Regions from separate parts of the Rattus norvegicus genome. Here region 2 is linked to region 1. A link is a contact called in public Hi-C data. All regions are on one chromosome and are shown on one strand. The core of a region is the stretch at or near the end of the contact, and the rest is flanking DNA. Distances in the headings are between cores, read along the strand shown.

Region 1 (7,720 bases), core at 2,729-5,228:
ACTAGTGATTTCTGCATGCCTTCTTCATAAGTTCTTAGTTTTATTTACCTATCAACGAACCCACCTTTCCCCCACCCCTTGCCCCAGTCCTCAAATAAACCTTTAACTCCTGGTACCCCCCCAGTTCCTGCACCTTATAGTCCTTCCTGCTCTGTTGTACTGGCATGGCTCCTGGTCGAGCTGTGTGATTTGTTGAGTCTGTCATGGCCGCCATTTCACTTTGGTTTTCATAAGTATTCCTCATCCCATTTTCATAGTCTGTACTGATTTTCATACTTAACTTGTCTTTGTATAATACTTCATTTCTTGATTTCTTAGTCGTGGATTTCATCTGAATCTTTGCCCTCTGGTGCTGTTACTCTAGGATTGGTGGTTTGGGGAGAAAACAACAGGAACTAAGTCAGATTTTGTTTGTCTGTTTTTATTTCTTTCTCCCTTTCTTTGTAATGACCAGTGTTTGTAGCATTCTGAGGGACAAGACTGTAGTGTGTTTGAGGTGCCCTTTTCCTCTCCCAGTTCTTCCCTGAGAATGGAGCAGCTGCCACATCAACAGACACAACCCAGGATGAACCGTAATTGTCTCTAATGTTTCTTTCCTGGGACTTCTTCTGTGATGGGTGCCATACTTTCTCAGTGTAACGTCTTGTACCACTGTCTGGACTTCTTCTGTGATGGGTGCCATACTTTCTCAGTGTAACGTCTTGTACCACTGTCTGGACTTCTTCTGTGATGGGTGCCATACTTTCTCAGTTTAACGTCTTGTACCACTGTCTGGACTTCTTCTGTGATGGGTGCCATACTTTCTCAGTTTAATGTCTTGTACCACTGTCTGGACTTCTTCTGTGATGGGTGCCATACTTTCTCAGTGTAACGTCTTGTGCCACTGTCTGGACTTCTTCTGTGATGGGTGCCATACTTTCTCAGTGTAACGTCTTGTACCACTGTCTGGACTTCTTCTGTGATGGGTGTCATACTTTCTCAGTTTAACGTCTTGTACCACTGTCTGGACTTCTTCTGTGATGAGTGCCATACTTTCTCAGTGTAACGTCTTGTACCACTGTCTGGACTTCTTCTGTGATGGGTGCCATACTTTCTCAGTGTAACGTCTTGTGCCACTGTCTGGACTTCTTCTGTGATGGGTGCCATACTTTCTCAGTGTAACGTCTTGTACCACTGTCTGGACTTCTTCTGTGATGGGTGCCATACTTTCTCAGTGTAACGTCTTGTGCCATTGTCTGGCTTTGACTTCATCTTTGTATGAATCAGACTCTAACCCTGGCCTGACTTGATACCTAGGGTCAGTGCTGTGTGTAGTTTAACTATGAGAACAACTGGTGCTTATTTGTGGCTGTGATGGCTGAGGTGAGGACAGGCAGAAGAGCTCCCACCCTTGACCTCAGGACAGGTCTGTGGGGCAGCCATGAAAGGCCAGGCCAGTTGATGAGTTAGTATGAAGTGTCTGATTTCCCAAGGCGTGGGCATGGGTAGACAGGGCAACCTCTTTGTAAATTTGTGAAGATTGTGTGCTTCAGGCTTGATACAGAATTCTTATTCCTGAAAGTACAAGAACGCCAAATTTTGTGAGTTAAATGATTTAGCCCCTACACTTAGCCATACCTAGGGCCCATTGGGTTTATATCATGTCTTGACAGTACTGAGAGATAGCTGTTTGTTTTATACTCATTGTAGTGATAATATATGTAGTTGGTTAGGGAATGTTTTACTTTACAAATCATAAAACAGAATCACCTCCCAAGTAGGTAGTGAGCCAAGTATTTAACATATCTACCTGCCAAATGCGACGAGATAATTGTACGGTGAGCAGCAGCCCTTGCATTGGGAGATCCTAAGGCTCTGAGTGAGCTAGTAGCAGGAGTGCAGTATAACTGGTTCTGTCCCAGATGTGCATCCAGACGCTCACTGAAGCAGACTCTCACCCAGGGGTGCTGAGGTTTCAGCGTTTGCATGGCCGTCCTCATGACACAGTTGTGTTCACAGTGGCCCTGGGAGCCAGGGAATGCCTGTGGACGGATGACGCACCCTGTGCCCCTTGCTCTAGTTGAAGCCTAGTCTTATCTGTCCTGTTTTATCATTATTGCCTCTGCCAGGAGTCTCTTGAGCAAGTGCTGTGTGCTCAGCGTGTCCATGGGTCGCAAACAGGAGGGCGGGGGGTCTGCAGATGGGTCAGTCTTTGCATATCGTGAATTTCTGAGACCTGACTTAGGACAGTCTCTTCAGGTTTCAGCTGTCCAAGGAAGGGTCCAAGCTTGGAGGTAGGAAATAGGAGACTGCTTACAGGCCCTGGCACAGTTTTTCTCAGAAAGATTTTTGGGGTCAGCGTTCTTTAGTCAGACTTCATAAACTCATTTGGTTCAGCTCATTTAGACTCTGTCTGCCAGCGTGTGGAACAGGGGATCATGGTGGGACAGGAAGAGACAGCACCATCACACAGTTAAAACAAGCTAAGGAGGCTTCTCATTCAAAGGTCCAAAACTGAGCCAGGCAGAACACTGCCAGCCCTGGTACAGTGCATTGTTCTTTCTTAGCCTGCAAGATAATGACCCTCAGATGGACTTGAGGGGAAGAGAATAGCTGCTCTGTACTCCCTGCTGAAGCCTTCTCACTCCTGTCTTGAGCTAGCACTGCCATCCAGTAGCATAGTCCTGATGGAAATCTTAATATAGAGAAGTGTATGATACAAATAAGTTGAAAGTAATCTACCATATCCTTATTTAAATCTCCCCTCCCTCTGAGCATGGGCTCTGCAGATTTAGCGTTTCCTTGTGCAGGATGTGAGCTGGCATCTCGTCCTCATCCCCTTTGCACTCTTGAGCAATTTATTTCCCTTCCTCCACAATCTTAAGAAATACTCACTGGGATCCAGCACCTCCAGGACAGCTGCCTGTATGTTCAAGCCGCAGCACTTCCTTTCCGTGTTAGCTTCCTCTGTATAGTAGCTGATTCCTGCTGATATCTCTCAGGGTCAAGCCAGTTCACATTCATGCACAGGTGGGGGGCTCACTGAGTCCCACCCATACCTAAGAGCTACCAGCCCCTGATGGCTGCTGGGAGAGGAAGAGTCTTTCCAGGGCTATGCCCCCTATTTGTTTGACCTTCTTCCTGTAGCTAGCTGGACTGTTTTGGGACTTGGCATTATTTGGAGAGGGGCATAAAGTTGGAAGGGAAAACATGGTGGGGTATTCCTAGAGGAGTTGGAGGGTGAATATGATCAAAGTATATTATATGCATGTAAGATATTCTTAATGGATACATTTTAAAACTTGTGAAGTAAAACTTGTGAGAAAGTTTATTTGGTTCTTAGTTGCCTAGGACTCAGTCTTTGGTCCTTGTCACTCTTAGTTCTGGGCCTCTGACTTGGAGACTCAGGACAGGACCGGGAACCCAGTGTACCCTTCAGCATGCCCCATTGCCCAGTCCTCCAACTAAGTTTCTCCTCGTAAATTTGCAGAATAAGAAGTGCTGCTGGCCAGGAGCCACGTGGTCAGCATAAGAGGTTCTGGGGTCATTCTATAGTCGTCGTCCCTCCCCCCCCGCCAAAAGACCAAAATTAGTTTGTTTCTTACCTTTTTACTTGATTAACCTGGATCTTGCTACATTTGAAATCATATGTAGTGTTCTCTAGCAGGAATGGCTGCACATCGGCATTGGGTAGATAGCTCTGTGTGGCCAATCTTGTTCTCTGGAGGCTGTCCAGGAGGACAGCACTCCTGGCCTTTGGAACAAGTCAGCTTTCTATGCTGTGCCTGATGCAGCCTCTGCCAGAAACCCTTCCTCAGATGTACAGAATCTCTCTCCCCCTAGACCAATTCTCTAATGTCTGCTTACATCTGTAGTGTGATTCCTATTGTCTTGGATACACCAAAACCCAAATACTTTGCAGAAGAGAAAAGTGAGTACAGTCCAGAGTTTATCCAGCAAGCACTGTCCCCTGTGTTAGGCCCCGTGTTAGGCGTCTGCTGTAGTTTATCCAGCAAGCACTCTCCCCTGTGTGTACAGCCCAGAGTTTATCCAGCAAGCACTGTTCCCTGTGTTAGGCCCCGTGTTAGGCGTCTGCTGTAGTTTATCCAGCAAGCACTGTCCCCTGTGTTAGGCCCCGTGTTAGGCGTCTGCTGTAGCAGTCAATAACCCGATCTCCTGGGACTTCCATTCTAACTGGGTAGCAGTCACGGATTAGACAAGAATTGTGCAGATATCACATTACCTGTGCTGTGGAGAAGGGTAAATGAGGCAGGTTCAGGGAAGATGGCACAGTAAGGGCATTGCAGGGTGTTTAAACCTGTCACCCCAAGTGGCATACACCAGGACCCATTCTGTGCCTCCTGTCCCCTAACCTCTTTCTTCCTGTGTTCTTCCAGAATACACATTCCCTTCACTACCAGTTAGTTTTCTAGACACGTTCTCTGGGCTCTGGTAAGTGTTCCTGCATAGCAATGCTAAGGAGACTGTTGAAAATGGCACCAGATCTGGGTCCCGGTCTGTCTGGCTCTGGGGGCCATTTGGCTGTGTGCCTCCCTGCACAGTCTGCCATTGCACCTGTCTTCCTGGCAGCCTTGGCAGCCTTGGGTCATGAGCAATGACTCTAAGGTCATTGTTAAGCCAAGACTTCTGCACAGCATATATTCTTGTAGGACGGTATTTTTCTCATAGTTTCTAACCAACTCATAGCACAGTGTGGGCTAATAAGGGTTTGCATCTGGCTCTGCGTATCCCACAGAAGAACCAGCCATCTGTAGAATAAATTCCCACTCAGAATTCCTTCCACCTCTGCTCTCTAGTTTTATTTGGAATACATATCTTTGCTGGTAATTTGCCTTCCTCATAAACAAGTAATTAATATATTTTCATAAAATAACACAAAAGGAAAAGTAGAGGATATCCCAACTGGGACCTCTAGTGGCAGGCAAATCTATGGCAATTTCTTAATAGTAAATAATTACCAAACTTGAGGTCCCTTATCTGCTTCTCTTTTTAAAAATGCCTCTGAGATCCAGGGTGGTGGTACATACTTGTAATCGCAACACTTCAGAGGCAGAAAGATTGAGTTCAGGACCAGCCAGGAGTTACATAGACTATGAAACTAGCCTTGGGTATATGGCAGGCCTCTCACAGACACATACTTCCAGACCTCTGTTGCCTTCCTCGCCTCTGGTCTTGTCTTTAGTCGGAACAGTAGGTCCCACCTGTACTCTCATGTAAATCCTCATGGACCCGCACCCTTCAGTCTGTATGACGTTTACAATTGATACGGTGCTCCTGTACTCTAGTCTGCCCCATAGACAGGAGAGGAGAGGCATGTGCATGCTTATGTACATGGCTAACACGGTATTAGAAATTCTCATGGCGACAGTGTTAGGGTTCTATGCCCGGGATGTATTGTCCATGCCGCAGAGATTGGTAGTCTTGGTGAATGGAGGATGTGGTTTAAATACTGGCTGTGGCCACCACTCTAGCATATTGGCTGGTTGAAGGCTCTCCTGAATGAACCATATATATTCCTGAAAGAAAGCTAGAAGAATTTTACCATGGCAGCTTTTAAGTAGTATTTGTTTTCAAACTGAAAATCCCATTATAGTTCAAATTGACGTAGGGGTTTTTCAAAGGTAACAATTTTGTTGGCTGTTTTGAGTTTTGTTGGTGGTAGTTTTCTTTTCTTTTCTTTCTTTCTTTTTTTTTTTTTTTTTTTTTTTTTTTTTTTTTTTTTGGTTCTTTTTTCGGAGCTGGGGACCGAACCCAGGGCCTTGTGCTTCCTAGGCAAGCGCTCTACCACTGAGCTAAATTCCCAACCCCCCGTTGTTTTCTTTTTAAATGTGTTTTGTATGTATGCGTATTTGCCTGGGCGTGTCAGCATACCACATGTGTGCCTGGTGGCTGTAGAGGCCAGAAGGTGTCAGCTTCCTTAGAAATGGAGTTCCAGGGCTTGTAAGCCAGCATGTGGGTACTGGGAGCCGAACCCAAGCCCTGTAGAGGAGTAGCCAGTGCTGTTTACTGCTCAGCCTTCTCCAGCCCCTTGCTTTCTTGTTGGAGACAGATTTACCTCTCTGTTCATTAGTCACCCTGCCTCACCACTTCAGGTGCTAGGATTATAAGCATGTATCATAGTGCTTTGAGTATTACATGTGAATGTCTCTTAGAAAGCAGCTCGAACTCTGGCAGCTCTTGTGCCCTTGGCAGAGCTGAGTTATTGCCACCTGCTGTAGAAAGCTGACCTGGCCGACTCATCCTTCCCTACCATAGGACTGTTGTTCTGATCTCTGGGTTGGGCTTGGAACCCTGCCTACCAGGCCAGACTTCCAAGTGCCTGAAATCCAAGCTGGAGACCCCTATCATTGAAAGCACGGTCTGTCTTGCTTCTTTCCCTGCAGAGGACTTGAAAACACTCCCCCTGTCAAGGTTTGCTTTTTAAAGAATCTCTGATGTACAGAGATCTCGGTTTCTCTTCATGTCAGTGCCCTGGTCAAGGTTGAATTGTGAAATGCGGGGCTTCAGCTGTGCTTCTGTTTTGATCATTTGTTTGTATTTGCTCACTTAATTCCTAAAGTGCTTTAGGATGGCACTTTGTATCCAGCAGTTGGCTAGAGTGTGCTAGTTTGTTAGGTCACAGGATGGCTACTGGGTGTTGAGTCAGAAGACAGAGAGATACACACGGAAGCACATATGGGGTTCTGTAGAGTGAGGCGATCAGCCTTCTGGGAATCAGGAAGGACTGAGGGGACTGCAGTCATCACAGCACTGAAGACAAAGGGCCTGTCTATCTGCTCTGAAGACTTCAGGGGTCAGAGCAATGCTGACCCAGTGTGGCCCCTGCTTTGCCATGTCTGTGGCAATGCACATTTATGCAGTATGTCTGTACATGTGTGTGCCTACACTCAGGTCAGTGACAACATGTTTTTCTTTCCAAAATGAACTATGTTTTCTTGTTTTCCCCAGAACAAGCCTGCCATCACCCATGTTCTCCAGAAATGACTTCAGCATCTGGAGCATCCTCAGGAAATGCATTGGGATGGTGAGTTGCCTCTGCGTCCTCAGCACCCAGCAGCAGCCTGTCTGCCTGCACAGCCTTGGGAGGGAAGGGGTCTCAAAAACAAGAGGACATGCAGGTGAGGCCTGACAGTTGCCGAAGTAGCCATGATCGTAAGGACCTCAGCCACACATTAGGTTTTCCCGGAAGAGTCAGGGTCACACTTTACGCCATTTAATGTGGCTTTCATGAGACCTTCATGTAGGAAAATAAGGACATGTTTCTAGCCTGTGGCACACCAAATCTGTGTTTGCCCATATATCTCCTCAGAGATCCTCTCCTAGAACAGACCCCACTAAGTAGACTCTTGTTTGCTAGGGCTCTGTGCAGAGCCAGCGTCTGTGCTGCCCGTGAGTGCAGTGTGACAGACATGTGCATCGTCTCTGCTGCACTGTCAGGGAAGGGGGTCCATCCTGGGAGAGGGAAGATTGTGGCAGTGTTTCCTGTTGCACTGCCTCCTGGATGCTCTGCCCCCTGATGCTAGGCTAGAAGCCTCTTCCTAGCATGACACCTCAGCTATTAGTGTGGCTACTGAGAACGATAGTAACTAAATAGCATGGCTCTCAATAATTCTGGTGCCAAGGCTTCAGCCTGGGCATTACACTGTGAATGCTGCCGCTCTGGACTACCTAGTGTGCTTCATAAGCTTCCCTGCACATGCCCTTCTGGTGCCAGAGTCTC
Region 2 (7,720 bases), core at 2,931-5,430, 74 kb before region 1:
CTGCCTCATACAGAGATACTTTTAAGAAAATACTCACAGGATTGTGCTAAAGAGATCAGACCTAATAACACCCTTAAAGTCTTATTTGATCCTTGGCTTTTATAACAGCTATGTGCTTGCGTGTAGCAGTGGAGTACTTCTTCTGATTTATGTGGTCTGATTATGGTTTATTTACAAGGAAACTAGAGTATCACACTCGGTCCAGTCACATCCGTGATAGAGTATGCTGGCTCGAAATGGAAGCTAAGACAGTTTCAGTGCTCCTGGGCTTTTGTGAGTGAGCCTCGTGCCTTCCGGCTCTGTGATTTGTGGGTGTTTTTACTTTTGGGGACATGCTCTCCTATGGCCTAAATAGCTGGAGCTTTCATTATAAACTGTGCATAAATGAAGTAGATTGTGAGAAGATTTTAAATTCTTAAAAGAAAGAGCAACTAACTCATTGAGAAAACTGTAGTGTCCCAAACTAAGCTGGAAATTTCCATGTGTGTGCGTGTGTGCGTGTGTGCGTGTGGTGGTGGTGGTGGTGGAGGGGCATGTGGAGGCCTGAGAACTTAGGCTATTGTTCCTCTGACATCACCCACTTTGTTTTTTGAACAGGGCTGTCACTGGCCTGGAATTCACCAAGTAGTCTAGGCTGGCTGGCAAGCCCCAGCGATTCACCTCAAGTGCCATTACAAGTGTGAGCAGTGTTGCCCAGCTTTTTTTGTTTGGGTTCTGGGGGTCAAAGTCAGGTTCTCTTGCATGTAAGGCAAGCCCTTAACGGACTGAGGTATTGCCTGAATACTTTTGTTTATCTTTAGAAGGGAAAGAAAGCTCCAGGAACACATGGAGATAGTAATGCCGTTTGCTTTGTTTTGTTTTTCCTTAACCTAGTCTGAGACCCTCAAAAAGCTAGACATTTGTTTCATAGATTATATACTTCTGTTTTTCTCACAGAGTATGTTCTGGAAGCATCACATCGATACGCGGAGCCACCATTGGCATTGTCCTTGGCTCCCTGAGTGCTTAGTCAAACCAGTCTTTTGAAGTTGGGAACCTGCCTGTTTGAAGTTGCTAGACGCTCACTTATAAACATCACACTTGGTGTTAAGCCTCCTGCAGCTGAGGAGAGGTGACCCAGATGTGTGGCTAGGTGATGGTGGTGTAATGGAAAGATGCAGATACGCTGGACCATCTGGAAGGTTACAATGTGTGCTGCTTCTCTGCATAGAACACTGATACTGTCGAAGAGAAATTGTGATTGTGTGGGCTCGCCACTCTTCCAAGGAATAACCTCTGGTGTCCATTTAACTTCCTGTGCTTTCCAGTAGTGCTTCAGTCATTTTGTGTCCCTCGGCTCGAGTTCGCTAATGGCGAATGTAGCTCCTTCACACACCCATTCTAGCTGCACATTCTCAGTCTGTCCTGGGCCCTCACCTCTGTGTGTGTGTGTGTGTGTGTGTGTGCTGGGCCGCTCATGGTGCTTCTCGTCTGTCCTCTGTGGCTGCTCTGTCCCTGCTTATTCACCTTCAGAAGTGTTGCTTCTCCTACTGTCCGTGCCTTATATATTAGTAGTTATGTGGGTGGTCTTCCTGTAGCATTCTTCCTGGACTGGTAGTACCCACTCCTTTCTTTAGAAATACACAATTATTTATATATTGACCTTAGTCATTTCCTGAGCTCTGAGTCCATATGCCAGCTGCTTTTTTTTTTGTAATACTTTGTATATTTCTGTAAGAGGTAATTCAAAAACAATTTTGTCTAAAATTGAATTCTCCAATTCATAGAGTTATCACTGTAGTTGAGACCATGGCAATTATTTCTGGTTGACCCTTCTCCTCACCCCTTTTGACTAAATTCTCTCAGTCTGACATCATTTCCTTCCAGTCCCCTTCTCCATACCAACACATTCTCCCTGGCTGCTCTGGTAATGTTCCCAGGATAGCCCTAAGGACGAGTGCAGTGTCCTAATCCCAGGTTCCACCCTTCAAAACTAGGTTAGGTGCTCCTCCCCTCCTGGTTACCACATTGTATCATTGCTTACAGCACGCCAGAGCTCTTTAAAGGCGAGGCTCTTCAGTGTGTCTGTAGCATAAGGCTTGGCATGTTGTAGATGGTTAATAGAGGTCTGAATGGATGAACAATGACTGTACAAAAGAAAAAAGAAAGACAGCTTTTGAGTCACACCAGTCTACATATAAACTCTGCTGCTTCTGCTTTAAGCAGATGTGTACCTGTTTAGGAGTTCCACTTCCAACTCTGGAATCCGAGATACAAATGAGCAGGGTCACGTGAAGAGATCAGTGCAGTGCCCCTCCCCCATTCTAGTGTCCTTGTAAACTGCCTTCTAAAACAAAGTTCCTTTGTTGTTTATCCCTGCTGTGAGGACCTTCTGTAAGCTGAATTCTTTTTCTAGATCTCTGGGCTTGAAGGGGAAATTTTGTAGCCAGGGCCTCCTCTTCATGGCCAAGTGTTCTCAGTTATTAATCTATAATTTTCAAAGACACTGTGAAACTTTCCAGACATGGATTCCAAGTTTTCTGACTGAGCTGTGTGCGCCTACAAATAGCTGGCCACCGATCTAAAGGAACACGAGGTTCTCTGGGACTTGTTAAATAAACACCAGTTTTGTGGATCGCAGCCCTGCTGGGTAAACTGCTCGTCTGGGTAGAGAACAGGTGTGTACATTTTACAAGTTAGTTTCCTTTTGTTTCTCCACCAGAGCCTCAGTTACCCAGAAGTCTCATTAGCATGGCCGAAGTGTGTATTTGTGTGGGGGAAAGTCGGCCCCTGCAGTCCTTGTCTATCCTTCAAGGCTGCTCAGAATGAGAAGCCATCTCTCTTAAGTGGTTAGCAGAGCAGAATGTTTGACTCTGCTCAGCTTCAGCTCATACCCACTGGGGTGTAAGTAAGTAATGTAGACTCGCTCTGCTTTAGGGATAGTGAGCCCTTCTGCAGCAGCCAAGACTGCAAAGAGCATGCCTTTCGCCTTAGTGAGTTTCCTCAGCAGCAGAGTGCTGGCCGTTTAAAAGTTGTCAAGGAGAGGGCTTGAGCACAAGGCCACTCTAGGACCTTGCAGGAGCCTGTGTGCGCCGCTCACGCTATGAGCCAGGATCCCTTACTTCTCTCCTTGGAGAATCTCAGCGGCTTAGAGGCTGTGGGCAGGCTCTCCGCGGCAGCGGTCCCTACCTGAGCTTCCCGGAGTCGACACACCAGGGAAGAGGAGGAGGGACTGTGACCACAAGGAAGGGAACCGCCTGCTGTAGGCTGCAGGCCACACAGCCCGCCGGCTCGCCGGCTCAGCTCTACCGGCTGGGACTCTGCGGGCGGGTGAGCCCTGGAGGGCGGGTCTGAGGCCGAGCCCAGCGGCCAGGGCGAGGGGCAGCGCCGACCTCTGTGGTCAAGCAGCGGAGAACTGGGCCACCGGCTGAGCCTCTGTTCGACCTCAACCGCTGCTGGGAAGGCGGGCGCAGCTGCCGGACCAGGGGCGGGCCGCAGAGGTGACTTAGGGAGACCTTGCGGTACTGCCCTGGGTCGTGCCTCACCGATCAGATTGTCTGGAGGGAAGGAGAGCAGGCCGAAAACATCTGTGCTGAAGCTTGCGGAGGAGCTGGGGTGCAGCGCACCAGCCTGGGTCTTCAAGACCCAGCCCAGGTGGGTGGGTTTGTGTGCTTGTTCAGCCCTTCCCTGGAAGCTCTGGTGGATGGGGGCTGGGGTGCCGCCCTCGCACAAGGCAAGAAAGGGGGGAACAGCCAGATGTGATCCAGGGATGTGAGTTGATCCAAGAATAGTTGGACGGGTTTGTGCGGACCCCAATGGAGCCTTTACTGCCTGGGGCGGGGTGATGTAGCCACGAGACCCAGTGTCCCCTTTCCTCTGCCAGTGGGGAGGGCTGGGGTGGGTTCTCTGCCTGGTGTTTGTCCCTTGGATTCCTAGAAGAGCCCCCTGGGAACAGCCCTTGGCTGTTGTCTCACATTCATATGTTAGTATTAGGTCAAGCCTGGCTGGAGTGGGAGGAGTAAGGCTGGGACAGACAATTGTCCTAAATAACCTTCCAAGTTGGTGATTTTTTTCCTGTCTCTCTGACATTGACATGAACTTAACCAGGGCAGTTTCAGAGATTGCTGAAATTCCTAGAGCCAGCGGAAGTACATGGGCGGATTGAGGAGAGAGAAGTCTTGTGTATAGCGGGGGCTTTCATTTTCGAACGTTTTGATGAAGGGTTTTTCATTACCCAGACGCTGTCTTTGTAGCTTAAGCTCGCTGGCATCTCGCTCCCTGGCATTCCGAGGATCTGGTTTTCAGTTGGGCTGGATTTTTTTTCTTTGGAGGGAAATGGTCCGGAGAGAAAGATGGGAGGGTAGAGCTGGTATAGCTCTTAAGAGTTATAGAAGCTATTAAAAGTTTCTTCACTTTAATTAGATTCAAAGGCGGCATTTGGCTCATGAAGGCATTGCTTGGCAGAAAGCAGTGTGAAAAGAGAAAAATGCTTGCAATTCGTGTTGGTGGACAAAGTGCAGGGTAGATGATGGGGGCAGAGTGTAAAGTCTCCATTCCACAGGATGGAGCTTCACAGGCAATGTTTGATCAGGTCAGTTTTGGTCTGGTAAGTGTTCAGTCTCGATGTAAGGACTGAGCAGTTATCTCAGCTTATGTCTCCATGTTACTTTTGCCAGGATTGGACGTAAAGGAAGTTGAATCCTTGTGAATACAGTTGCTAGACTGCAGTGCTCTTCTTTAGGGGCCTTTTATAGATTAATTTTCAAGAATTTCATTGATGGTAAAAATGACCCACATAGTATTTTTGCTCAGTTCTTTCTTCACTGTACAAAATGGGAGAATATAACTCAGTTATTTCACAATAAAATGAAGTGCATTACTCACACATACGATAGTTTATAAAAGCACATTTAAAATAGGATGTATAAACTGATGAGTTCTTAATACTCTGGTGGCTCATACCTTTTATCTCAGTACTCTGGAGAGAGTCCTACAGGATCCAGAGGCTGAAGATTTTTTACAGAAGCAACAAGTCAAAAGCAAGCAAAAGGGTGAATGTTAGCAGAGTTAACGGCTGGAACAGAGTCAGGAGAGGACAAGCAAGGTCTCTCCTAAGGACTTTGTGGAATGTGCTTAAAGAGTTTTAAACCTAGGCTAGAAGTTAATGTCACTGAAAGACTTTTACCCAAGGAGAAATTTGATCAGATTTGTTATTTAGGAGAATTGGAGGACAGGCCTGCAATCAGGACATCAAGGGACAGGGATACAAGAGACAGAATAGGACTAAGTCAGGTTTGTTACATAAGCAGAGGAAGTTACAGAGCAGAGGCATTTCATAAAGCCTAAGTTGGATTGATGTGAGGCATCAAGGGGAAGGTGGAGTCCAGCTGACTCCCAGCTTTCTGGTACAAATTACTGCATAGGTAGGGAATAGGAATGTGGGAAGGTGAGTTAGCTCTGATTTTGACATGTTGACACACCCTTCCTTGTCCTATGAAAGCTGAGGAATCATTGGTACTTCCCCCAACATCCTTCATTCTCAGAGGCCCAAAAGTGAGGAATACCACAGACATGAAGTTTGAAATCAAAGGAACAACAGTGACATGTAGACAGCAAATATGAGGAAAGGAGAGAACAGGGAGGACACCAAGAGAAGTCAGCCTGACAGCAGGGGAGAGCCCCAAAGCAGGCGAGGCCAGGAGCCAGGGTGTAGAGGAGTACAGGTGAGGACTGTCTGTAGCCTCAGCTGCTGGAGCCAGGCGGCCAGTGGGCTCTTGAGTGTGAGGACGTTTATGCTCACTTAGGAAGAAGCCAGACCACAGCCAGCAGAACAGTGGACAGACAGAGAGAGCAAGGTTGTAGAAATTATAGCTGTAGACTGATTATCTCTGGTTCGTGATCTACAAATCCTGACAGTTGTGCTCTGTTCTAGTCCTTATGTTTAGGATTTCTTTTTCTTGTCCATAATTTCCTGGTAAGGGCTTTCAGGGCAATGTTGGATAGATGGTGTGATAGTGAATCCACATTTTCCCCAAGATTTAAAACAAACGATGGTAACCTCTACAAATTAACTAAAAAAATAGTTAATAATTATCATTTACCATACTGATGATGTTCACATTTCATTCTTATATCTTTTTTTTTTTTAAGATTTATTTATTTATACACTATAGCTGTCTGCAGACACACCAGAAGAGGGCATTCATCCCATTGCAGATGGTTGTGAGCCACCATGTGGTTGCTGGGATTTGAACTCAGGACCTCTGGAAGAGCAGTCAGTGGCCTTAACTGCTGAGCCATCTCTCCAGCCCCCTCTTCTATCTTTTAAAGTCAGGAACAATGCTAAACTTTGGATTTTACCTTCTTTTTATAAGTGAGAATGGCTTGCAACTTTTTAGTCTTCATCAGATGTGAAGGTTATTCTAATGTCATAAGGTCAGTTTGGTAGTATTCACTCTGCTATGTTCCTACAGCTTGTGTAAAATTGATCTAGTCTTTGAAGTTTAGTAGAAAAATTTTAACAAAACTATCCTTTATAAGTTTTGTGAACTACTATTTAAACATATTAACTAATTATAGGACCACTTTGGTTTTCTATTTCTTTTAGCATTAGCTTTGGCAAGTTATGTATTTCTAAGGACATCCCCTTCCCATTAAAGTCTGTTATGAAGTTTCTTGTTATGAAGGTTTCATTAGAACTCCTTTATTGTCTTTTAAATTTATTTTGGATATATAGCTATGCTCTATTTTTAATATATATTCTTAGAGTATTTATGAAAGCATTTCCCCCTTTCTTCAAATTAATCTGTAACCATCAAATAAGTTTCGTTAAAACTTTGCCTGCCTGTATTTTCAAAGATCTACCTTTAGCTGTGACATCTATTTTACCTTATTATTTTAAATTAAAATTTACAGTTTTCTCTCACTTTCTGTGAGTTAACCTTTTCTTTATTGTTTGTATGTGAATTATACTTTATTCTCTGGAAATGTAGACACTGTGTTCAACATTATTCTTTTCTAGATTGTAGTTATTCTTGTGTTTGAGCAGTTTGTAATTTAGTGAATGTCATCGCTAGCTTTATCGTCACTTTGTGTTCTGTAACATTGCATTTCAAGATTGCTTCTTGACAGGCTGCAGGTGCTAAGGTGAGCTGTGTAAGCAGACACCCTACTATATTTACAACAACTGAAACTTGGAGGCGGTTTGGATGTCTTCCATGTCCCTTTCCCCTCTCCCTTCCCTCCCTGCTGTGGGTCTGTTACTCTTCATTTCTCTCTGTGGGCTCTCCTTCCCTTGTCACTCATGTTCCCTCGCCACACACTTTATTTTTTTCATGTCAATCATTTCCTTGCCTCTGTCTTTTGTCCCTTCTTGCTTTGCAGTAGTTTCTTTAAAAGCCATTTGGTAACCATGTCTCTGGATCCATGCGTCTAGTTTCCTAAGTGCTCACAGGTTCACATGAGTTACGGCAGGTGGAGCACCTAGGAGGGATGCCTAGATGGAAAAGGGGCTACGCCGTGGGACCTGAGGCACCAGTTCAAGTAGCAAAGAGAGCTTGGTCTTTGGCTCTGGGCAAGCATTTTAGCAAAGCTTGCTGTCTTCCTGTGTAACATAGGGTTTCTTCTTAAGTCCTTTCCACCACAAGTTATATTGAAACTGATATGGGAAAACAATAAATTTATTATTAGTTTTATATTTAGGTAGTTATCGCATGCTCTATAGCATGCTCCAGCGTGATGT

What was found. A called contact is a pair of places that touch in the nucleus more often than the background predicts.
Region 2: a contact with region 1 is called in a Hi-C map of liver, with 2.0 times the contacts expected there. The contact joins the promoter of Osbpl1al here to the enhancer-like site in region 1. A contact is called at or near these places in 6 of 12 Hi-C or Micro-C datasets (frontal cortex, kidney, liver and 2 more) and 1 of 1 datasets of contacts at active chromatin or transcription factors (oligodendrocytes).

What each region holds. Positions count from the first base shown.
Region 1 is chr18:4,209,014-4,216,733 of GRCr8, reverse strand. It overlaps Osbpl1a (oxysterol binding protein-like 1A), which reads left to right. Exons shown (of 28, transcript NM_172023.1): 18 at 6,949-7,024. Among named protein-coding and RNA genes, the nearest start is that of Cabyr, 46 kb to the right of the region's middle. Within about 2 kb of position 3,978, at least 35 of the 93 cell types and tissues checked have an H3K27ac peak or open chromatin away from gene starts, as enhancers often do. A contact at or near this core is called in liver, where this site is marked.
Region 2 is chr18:4,282,896-4,290,615 of GRCr8, reverse strand. Osbpl1al (oxysterol binding protein-like 1A like) reads right to left here and starts at 4,180. Exons shown (of 3, transcript XM_039097409.2): 1 at 2,214-4,180; 2 at 2,024-2,126. The coding sequence starts at 4,074. The coding sequence ends at 3,076. All of the region lies in intron 15 of Osbpl1a (oxysterol binding protein-like 1A), which reads left to right.